2 separate regions of the Capsicum annuum genome follow, and region 2 is linked to region 1. Evidence: chromatin contacts called from public Hi-C data. All regions are on one chromosome and are shown on one strand. The core of a region is the stretch at or near the end of the contact, and the rest is flanking DNA. Distances in the headings are between cores, read along the strand shown. Region 1 overlaps LOC107848128 (zinc finger MYND domain-containing protein 15). Region 2 holds the start of LOC107847050 (non-functional NADPH-dependent codeinone reductase 2-like).

The links. Hi-C and Micro-C count contacts between places; a contact is called where the count stands out from the background.
Region 2: a Hi-C map of leaf shows a contact between it and region 1, with 4 times the contacts expected there. The contact joins the promoter of LOC107847050 here to the enhancer-like site in region 1. A contact is called at or near these places in 4 of 5 Hi-C or Micro-C datasets (bud, leaf and placenta).

The regions. Positions count from the first base shown.
Region 1 is chr11:37,868,244-37,873,249 of UCD10Xv1.1, forward strand. LOC107848128 (zinc finger MYND domain-containing protein 15) reads left to right here. Exons shown (of 10, transcript XM_016692811.2): 6 at 176-263; 7 at 830-878; 8 at 1,512-1,833; 9 at 2,031-2,144; 10 at 2,259-3,018. The coding sequence ends at 2,351. Among protein-coding and RNA genes, the nearest start is that of LOC107848128, 7.7 kb to the left of the region's middle. Within about 2 kb of position 2,403, at least 5 of the 5 cell types and tissues checked have an H3K27ac peak or open chromatin away from gene starts, as enhancers often do. A contact at or near this core is called in bud and leaf, where this site is marked.
Region 2 is chr11:37,986,223-37,991,228 of UCD10Xv1.1, forward strand. LOC107847050 (non-functional NADPH-dependent codeinone reductase 2-like) reads right to left here and starts at 2,656. Exons shown (of 5, transcript XM_016691298.2): 1 at 2,441-2,656; 2 at 2,219-2,439; 3 at 1,074-1,317; 4 at 397-576; 5 at 1-316. The coding sequence starts at 2,584. The coding sequence ends at 92.

The DNA of each region.
Region 1 (5,006 bases), core at 1,153-3,652:
ATTACTTGGACAACATACTTTATTGCTGCTTTGTTTTTAAATTTCTTCCATAAGGTCATTCTATTTAAGGAGTATGAATTGCTTGTGAAGCTCTTGGAAATATCAATGTTTGGAGAAATCAATTGTGACACTCACTTGTTTATTCGTTGTGCTATCTTTCTTGTTCTTTTTCCAGCCATTGACGCTGTATTGGGCTATTAAGATGGCAGTTCAAGGGAACCTGATTCCTGAAATTAGTAATGAGCTACGCATACATTATTTAGGTAATCTCCTTTCCCCTCCCCTTGCTATAAGGGGCTTTTTATAGACGAGAGACTCCCCTCTCTTTGTGGCCGTAAAAGTTGTTAAATGACAATCAGAGCTAATTCATCCTTCAGAAACCTAAGAACTTTCGGAGCTCCTGTTTAATATGCTACACAAACCACTGCTCACTCTTCATCTCCTTTCGAGCTTGTTTTCCAAGTGCTCATTATTTTGATACTCCCTCTGTCCCATTTTATGTGTTGCCATTTGATCGGGCACGGAGTTTAAGAAATAAATGATGAATTTGTAAAATTTACAAAATTGCCCCTCTTAAAATTTACTTTTTAATTATCTTTTTATAAAGTAGGACCCACTGAGGATAAAATGGGGATAATGCCATTAAATAGTTACCAAATAAAGAAATATGACATTCATTTTGGGACGGACCAAAAAGGAAAAGGCGACACATAAAATGGGACGGAGGAAGTACTAAATTTGGGCTCTTTCTCTTGTTTGAAATGTGAAGGTCCTGAAAAAGAGCTTCATCAGCTTGCCGTTTTCAGTGAACTGCATGCTGTTTTTCCAGATGTTCGAATACATATTGATTTTGTGGGACCTGCAATTCCAGTAGAAAGGTTTGATTGCCCACCTTTATTTCATGTTTCTGGTTTACTTACTTTCTACTGCAAGTTCTAGTTAATTAGCAGGAAAGGAGAGTAGTCTCATTGACCTCATTGTAAAATTCATGAACTATTACCGTGCTTATAATCTTTTCGTGGATGGAACATTGGAGACAGTTGGTCCTCATTCCTGCTGAAAGGAAGTAATTAGCATTGTTAATTCTTGTGAGAATCTTAAATGCTGGAGAGGGTGTCATAAATTGATGGCTTCTGGAATGAAAAGTCAAAAAGAGCATACAAAAAAAAAAAGGTTTAGAAAGAAAGATGAACTTAGGAGACAATAGATGCTTGATATAGTGCGCCCTTGGTTGAGCTCTGTTCAGAGAATAATGCCTGCTACCCATCTAATGGTTGTAGATGGTGCTAAAAGAAAAGTGGCTAGAACGGGATCCTTGCCAATTACTAAATATTTACCTTGGTAACCTGATAAATGCATTCTGCTAAGCTGTATAATACATCACGTTCACTCTAACCTCTAACGTTCTTTGATTGTACTTCCAAAGTTCATGGGTATCTTGTATACATTTGCAGATGATTTATAATCACATTTTTCTAAATACCGATCATATTTTGCTTTTTAATGATTAGGAACGGTGAGAGAATTGTACTTCGTGATTATGCTCATTGTACAGAGACCAACTGCAAGTGTAAATGTTCGACTGAGAGTTTTGGCCTAACCTCATTACAAACTGGATCTTCAGCCATTACATTAAAGCTTCATACTGGTTATTATCATGATTGTTATAAAGATCTTCTGAAGGTCACTCAAACAACATTTATCTTTGCCATATGTTTTCTTCCCTTGTTGGTGTTACTCAAATGTTGTAAGCTTCGTCAGGGCTTTCCTCCTGATCTAATTATTGCACCGAATGCTGGTGTTGCTGCTTACAGGAGCTGGCTACAAACCATTGTAAGTCTTTTAAAGCAAATACTTAATTTTCAGACTATCTGGTGCTTGATAGTTGATGCTATAACCAGGATAGACATGAGTTTCATATGAAGGTTTTTACGTTTAGGATTTTCTCAACAGTGCATGAGACCTTTGCAGAAAGCTAGCCAGGTCTCGTATTGCTAAATGATTTTTTTTCCTTTTAACCTTTCATCCAGGAGCTGTTAAAGGAGAGAAAAGTTTCTGCATTTTTCTCCGATTACTGTGAAGAAGCTTGTAATCTGGCGACTAGTTGCATAAGCTCAGTGACTGGGGCTTCACCTACCATTCCTGTTAGTCTTTTCACGCCACTCGTTATCCATTATTTCTTTCCAAATATTGCTCTGAAAGATGTCTATTGCTTCCAACTCAATTCATTATATTGAATTCGTTTACTTGCTTTGCAGATCCAACTAAATCCTTTTAGGCAACCCCTCGCAGTAGAAAACAGTGCCCTGTTTCTTCCATGCTACTCAAATTGCTTCATCTTTGGGATTTGAACGACCTTCTTGGGAGCGTCTAAGGATGCAATGGCTTGACTCTATTACAAAATAATAGCAGACTGAGGAGTACAGTGTTGAGATCAAGAAATGCAAGTGTGGAGTAAAAACTTATTCGCACCCGGTGTATACACCAACTAATGTAATTTACCATGGGTAAATGATTAAATGAAGTAAAATACATGTTAATCAATCATGGTTAAGTTATATGAACTATAAATTCAAACACATGGTATGCATGCATTGACTTGGTGTATATATCAGGTGTGAGCAAGTTTTAACCCAAGTGTGGCCTGATCGTCAATGAATGGGATTGAGAATCATAGGGTCTTAGATTCAATTTCCAACAAAGGCAAGAACAATAGATGATTTCATTCTCTTTGGTCTAAAGCCTTAATAGAAAGATTCACATGATACATGTGGTGGTGGGCAAGAACGCTAGGTAATTTTTTCTCATTGATCTAAGCTTTCGTGGATAGAGTTATGCGGTATTGGATATTTCAAAAAGAATAAATATTATATGTTACTAATTAGCCTTGAATGGGTGGTTAGTGAGAGGATATTAAAATCTCCCCTACTGTTTATATATTTTGACCAAATCAATTGATTCTTTATTAGGGGTGTAACTGCACCATTATTTATATTAAAGCAATTTTATTAGTTGTTACTCCTTCCTATTAATACCAAAACCGTTGCAGCAAACACTACAACAATACTTACTACTTAATACTATTTCATTGCAGATTTTGAGTTTTTCTTTCTATATATACAATACTCATTCTCATTGGTGGAGGGGTGAAAAAATATATTTACTTTATTCTATCTGTATACGTATTATTACTTTACTACTATTAATAATAAGTGTGAGAAAGCAGACAACTTTTCGTCAACATGCCTGCTGCTTCACCCTTCAGCTGCTCTGTGATTTTACTAAATTATCTCTAATTAATTATTTTAAGTCATTTATATATAAAAAAAATTAATAATATTTAATTAAAAAAAGGTAAAATAGATATTTATGACATTACTGTTTCAGTTGTTTTAATGTAGTTTTATTATATCACTCTAATTAATTATTACAAGCCATTTAAGTATTAAAAAATTAATAATATTTAATAAATAATAAAATAGACATAAATGATAAATTAATTTTTGATGTTTTAAATTAACTAAAAATTACATATATATACAAGGTAACTTTACCTTGTTACATAAAATCCCATATTGAAAAAGAAATTACAAAAATTCCAAAGTAATTACTTAAATCCCTTAAATTCACTCTTTCTCTATCATCCCCCTCATACATATCAAAATACCATATTTTGCTCTTATTTTAGTGCAATGATTTTTTCTCCATATATGTGTTCCTTTATTTACGCCTACAATCAAGCTAATGTAATATTAATACTCTCTCATCCTCCTCCTATTTGAGTCACTTTTATAATTGGAATTAAAGATGTACACTTTCAATTCACGTAATAAAAGAAATTGAATCATTCTTTTTCCTTATTATCGTGTAGCCAATGTAATGTTACAATAACACTAATTTTTTCTTAAAATCATTATAATCTTGTAGATAATTAATGTATAAAGTGAATATTATACATTTTGAAAAATTATATTTTAATGTATAAGTAATAATATATCAGACATTGTACATTAGTTATTTTTCGAAGACTAATGTATAATATAATTCTTCTGCTATATATTTCATTATTTTATACATTAAGAAGTTCTTATTACATTTAAGACGCATTTTATGTATTATTTGGTATTATACAATTAGAAAGTATTAATATTGTATAGGGTTACATTATACCTTTTGATAAGGATACAGAAGTATACATGTTTAATGTTAATACTTAAATGTATAGTATGTCATTATACATTACGGCACATTATTTTTTAAATGTATATTGTGCCCACATACATGTGCAATTGTTGTATAATGTTATCTTTTAAATTCCAACTTATCTGTTATTTGCATTGATTCAATAAATACATCACATATTGAATAATAAAACTGAATATATCAACTGTATTTGGATATATATTATTCTTATTTAACTATTTTGTTAACTGATGTTTATTTTTTTCGTGAATTTTAAATTATTTATAATAAATTTATATGATTCCGTGAATGAAAGATAATTTCTTTCATCAAAACATACTTTGGAAATCAATTTTCTAGGAGCTTAATGGATCTTATCAGTGTGAATACAAATAATCCATACGTATTAATATTGCTCCTACTAAAATAAAGGAAAGATAATGAAAAATAAATATCCCCACTAGATTTTATGTTATTTTATGTTGTTGTTACATAATTTTTAAAAAGGTTTTAATTTAAATTATATTTTATTATTGTTTATGTAATTTATTACTACTAAAAATAGTATAAGAAGGAAATAATAAGAATTTTTTATCTATTAAAATGAATAAACAACATAAAATATTGTAAATGAGAACAATTAATAGTGATGTTTAAGATTTTTTTTTGAATTTAAATTTCAGTTACTATATTTAATCATACACCACATAATATCTGATTTCTCTTTCCATAAATATAAGCAAATCTGATTTATCATACATTGCAGCAATGTATAAGGGCCTATCTAATGTATAAGTATATTTTACAAACTAGAGAGAGAGAAA
Region 2 (5,006 bases), core at 1,406-3,905, 120 kb after region 1:
CTATCTTGATATACAACTACCGCAATTAGGAGGAAGACATACAACAACAAGAATTATAGGAACAACATGCTTATACTGGCAACTGAAGTAATCAGAGTTCTTCATCCCAGAGTTCTTCAATTGTTTTGTAAGGCCCATAATGAGATGTGTAATCTTTACCAAGACAAGCTCTACTTTGTGGGATTTTACTAATCTTTCTGCAATCATCATCACTTAATGACCAGTCGAAAATCTCAAGATTCTGTTTCATTCTCTCTTTGTTATAGATCTTTACCACCACACCAATGCCTTGCTCACATCCCCATCTTAAAGCAACCTGCATTTTGCACATTAGGATTTAAGTTATATGCACCGACGCTGTCAATGTAGTTTAAGTTGAAACTCTTCTTAGAATACCTGCGCCACGGTCTTGCCTTTGGCCTTTGCTATTTCTTTGAGCACTTGAGATTCCATAACTCTGTTGGTTCCATAAAAGGTACCTATGGATCCTAAAGGACTATATCCAACAACAAAAACTCCATTTCTCTTGCAGAAATCTCTCAGCTTCCGTTGCTGCCAACATGGATTTACTTCTACCTTACAAATCAAGAACAGCTCAAGTCATATACCTATCTTTTCACAACATAACTTTCTACTCAAACTTTATTTTATCAAAAACAATTACTTCCTTTGTCCCAATTTATGTGACACACTTTCCTTTTTAGTCAGTGCAAAAAAGAATATCCCCGTTCTATAATTAAAAACAATTTAACTTTAGAATTCCCCTTTTACCTTGATGAAATGATTTATAGCCACACAATTGGTCAAGGAGTTTTTTAGATCACAAATTTTAGAAGGCTTCCTTTCTTTCTTAAACTTTATCCCAAGCCAAACGGTGCTACATAAATTGGGACAGATGGAGTACAACTTGTCAAGTCCTGTACTTATGATTTTTTCCCATGTTGCACAGACTCCTCAAAAATGTCATCATGTGCATTTTGGATCCTCCAAAAGCAGTTTTTTTGGAGGATCTGACACAGTCACAACAATAATTTTTGGAAAGTCCAAGCAACATAGAATTTCTCTTGACATACTTGATTAACAGCAGGGGGAATCTGGGCAGTGGCAAGAACATCAGCAAGCTTCTTGCAAGAAAAGTTGCTAACTCCAATGGACTTGGTGAGTCCAAGTTTCTGGCACTCTTCCATTGCTGCCCAAACTGACTTGAAATCCATTGGAAGAAAGTCCTTTTTTTTAATTGGATACTCATGTATTCCTGACTTAGAACTTACTGGCCAGTGTATTAGGAACAAATCAATATAATCCATCTTCAGATTCCTGCACAAGTCCAAACACACCAATTTAGCAGTTCAGTACTACAACAACAATTACAGTTCAACCCCAATTAATCTAAGAGTTGGTTGCATAAATCTTCATTAGCAAGTCGCTCCATTCAAATTCAAATGCAGAAGGCAGATACAACATAAAATAAAATAAAATAAAAATTACTATAAGTTCTATCTATATATTCTACTAGCTTATAAATTTTTGAGAGCACTAGAAGACTCCAAGAATACATGTGACCTTAAGTAGCACCTAAGGACATGATCTAGTGATAAATGAAGTGGGAGGAGAACCACGAGGTCAGTTTCATAAATCATCCTTCTTTTCTTAAACTTCGTGCCCAATCAAATACAATCACATAAATTGGGACTTAAGGAGTAGGTGATTTCTTCCTATCCACCTAAATATTGATGGACAAAGTTGAGTTGTACATATGTTGGTGAGAGGTAACAAGTACTTGATTTAATAGTCAAGGTGCGCATAGCTGGACTCGAACACCCTCCTCATGAAAAAAATTAATTATACTAACATGATTAAAACTTTATCCCAACTAATATGCATATCTGTATAGGATATGTCTCCATGAATTCTAAAAGATGCTTCCTTTTTTTCAATGATTGTGATGTCTAGGTCAACTTTCGCGCATCTCAACTAATTTCACGAATGCCTGCCACCCCTACCAACATTAAGGACCAGGTAGTGTACACCAACGGCTGGGACAGATGGCAAGAAATCAGCTAGTGTTTTTGTCTCGATGAAATTTCAACCACTTCATTGATAGCTAGGCTACGTCCTTCTGGACAACTTGGCAATTTAATACTTCACCAAAGGAACAATAATTTTTTAAAAAACTGTAATAGATAATTGAATTGACGAGTTTTGAAGAGAATTTTACTGTAGTGTTTTGTTGAGGGCAGGAAGAACATGTTGAGGATGAGCATCACTACACCATAGCTTCGAAGTAATAAACAATTGTTCACGAGATTCAATTAATCCTCCATTAATTGCTTCAGTTATAGCTTCACCAGCTGGTTTTTCAGAATTGTATAAAGCAGCTGTGTCAAAATGCCTATACCCAAGTTCAATTGCTTGAAGAATAGCACTTTCTAACAATTTCTGGTTCTACAGGTGGATCTGCTGCCGTGCCAAAACCTAATACCGGCATACTTCGGCAGCCGGACGGAAGAGGAATTTCAGGTATAGGGATTTGTTGGTTCATGTTGTTGGCAGAGGACAGTGCCGCCCTTTCTTTTAACCTCATAGAAATGCCGCATTATTTAAATTTTCAAATATTATACGCCCAAAAAAAAAAATAATAACGAAAAAATATTGTACGCCCTCCGTTTTGATTTGATTATCTTGATTTGATTTGACAGTGTTATAAAATAATAAAGAATAAAGAAAAGAGTAAAGAGAATAGGGAGTAATTGTTATTTCTGTTGAGGGATGATTTACATTGAAGAAAATCCTTACTACTGGTTTCTGAGTAAAAGACACATACTTCAAATCATAATAAACATCAAATGGATCTTGATAGATCTTGATAGATATTCACTATAATTGATATACATTAATATCATAACACTCCCCCTTGAATGTCTAGAAATACGCATATAGGTTGACTCATTAAAAACCTTACAAGAAAAATTCAATAGGACAAAACCTCGTATGGGAAAAAGAGTACAACACGTATTAACTCCCCCTAATAAGAACATCCTTGAATCTATGCATTCCGATTTTGTGCACAATCTTCTTGAAAGTTGCAGTTGGAAGAGATTTGGTGAATAAATTAGCCACATTGTCACTTGAAAGAATCCGTTGTACATCAATATCACCATTCTTTTGGAGCTTATATGTATAGAAGAGCTTTAGAGAAATGTGCTTCGTTCTATCTCCTTTTATGAATCCTCCTTTAAGTTGTGCTATCCATGCTGCATTATCTTCATATAAAAGCATAGGTACTTTGTCACATTTCAAGTCACATTTTTCTCGAATGAGACGTATTGTGGACCTTAACCACACATACTCTCGGTTTGCTTCATGAATAGCTATAATCTCAGCATGGTTCGATGAAGTGGCTACGATAGACTGTTTGATCTCTAAGATATGGCAGTACCCCCATATATGAACACATAGCCTGTTTGAGACCGAGTTTTATGCGGGTCAAAAAAGAACCCAGCATCAGCAGAACCAACAAGATCGGAACTGCAATCTTTAGAATAAAATAAGCCCATATCGGTACTCCCTTTTAGATACCGTAATATGTGTTTGGTCCCATTCCAATGTCTCCTAGTAGGAGCAGAACTATACCTCGCTAACAAATTAACTGAAAAGGCTATATCAGGCCTTGTAGTATTTGCAAGATACATTAGTGCACCAATTGCACTAAGATATGGTATTTTAGGACCAAGGAGTTTCTCATTCTTTTCTTGAGGTCGGAATGGATCCTTATTGACATCGAGTGATCGAACAACCATGCGAGTACTTAATAGATGTGCTCCATCCATATAGAATCGTTTCAACACCTTTTCTGTGTAGGCAGATTGAAGAACAAAGATACCGTTTGTCAAATGCTCAATTTGCAAACCAAGGCATAACTTTGTCTTTCCGAGATCTTTCATCTCAAATTCTTTTTTTAGGTAATCAATTGTCTTTTGAAGCTCTATGGGCGTTCCAATAAGGTTTATGTCATCGACATAGACATCAAGTATAATTAACTCCGACGTTGTTTTATTTATGAAAATACATGGGCAAATTTCATCATTCGTATAACCTTCCTTAGATAAATATTCACTAAGACGGTTATACCACATGCGTCCAGATTGCTTCAAACCATACAATGATCATTGCAATCTAATTGAATACATTTTCCGAGGCTTTGAGTTATATGCTTTCGGCATTTTAAATCCTTCAGAAATTTTCATGTATATCTCATTATCAAGTGATCCATATAGATAGGCTGTTACTATATCTATCAAATGCATTTCAAGTTTCTCATGGACAGTGAAACTAATAAGATAACGCAATGTTATTGCGTCCATAACTGGTATATGTCTCATCATAATCGACACTAGGCAGTTGTGAAAATCCTTGTGCAACAAGGCGTGTTTTATACCTTTGTATTTTATTTTCTCATTTTTTTTTGCACAAAGACCCATTTATAGCTAACAGGCTTAACACCATTGGGTGTTTGAGCTATAGGTTCAAAAACTTCACGTTTGGCAAGTGAATTCAATTCAGATTGAATTGCTTCTTGCCATTTTGGCCAGTCATTTTTTTGTCGACATTCTGTGATAGATCGAGGTTCAAGGTCTTCACTATCTTGCATGTTCTTTGTTGCAACATTATATGCAAAGACATAATCCACTACTATTTTAGATCGATTCAAATTAGTTTCAACATCACTTGAATTTATGGATAGTTCATCATTTTCTTGAATCTCAGGCTCATTAATTCTTGTAGAATATTAACATTGCTCAAATCTTCAACTTCCATATGAGGATCTTTCGTAGTGTCATCTTGACCATTTATTTTTTTTCTAGGATTTTGATCCTTAGAACCTAATGATCTACCACGCTTCAAGCGTGGTTTAGATTCATTAGCTATGACACTAGTAGATGGTCCTTTAGAAACATCAATTCGAATTGGACATTCTCTGCAGGAATATGTGATTTAGTGATCCT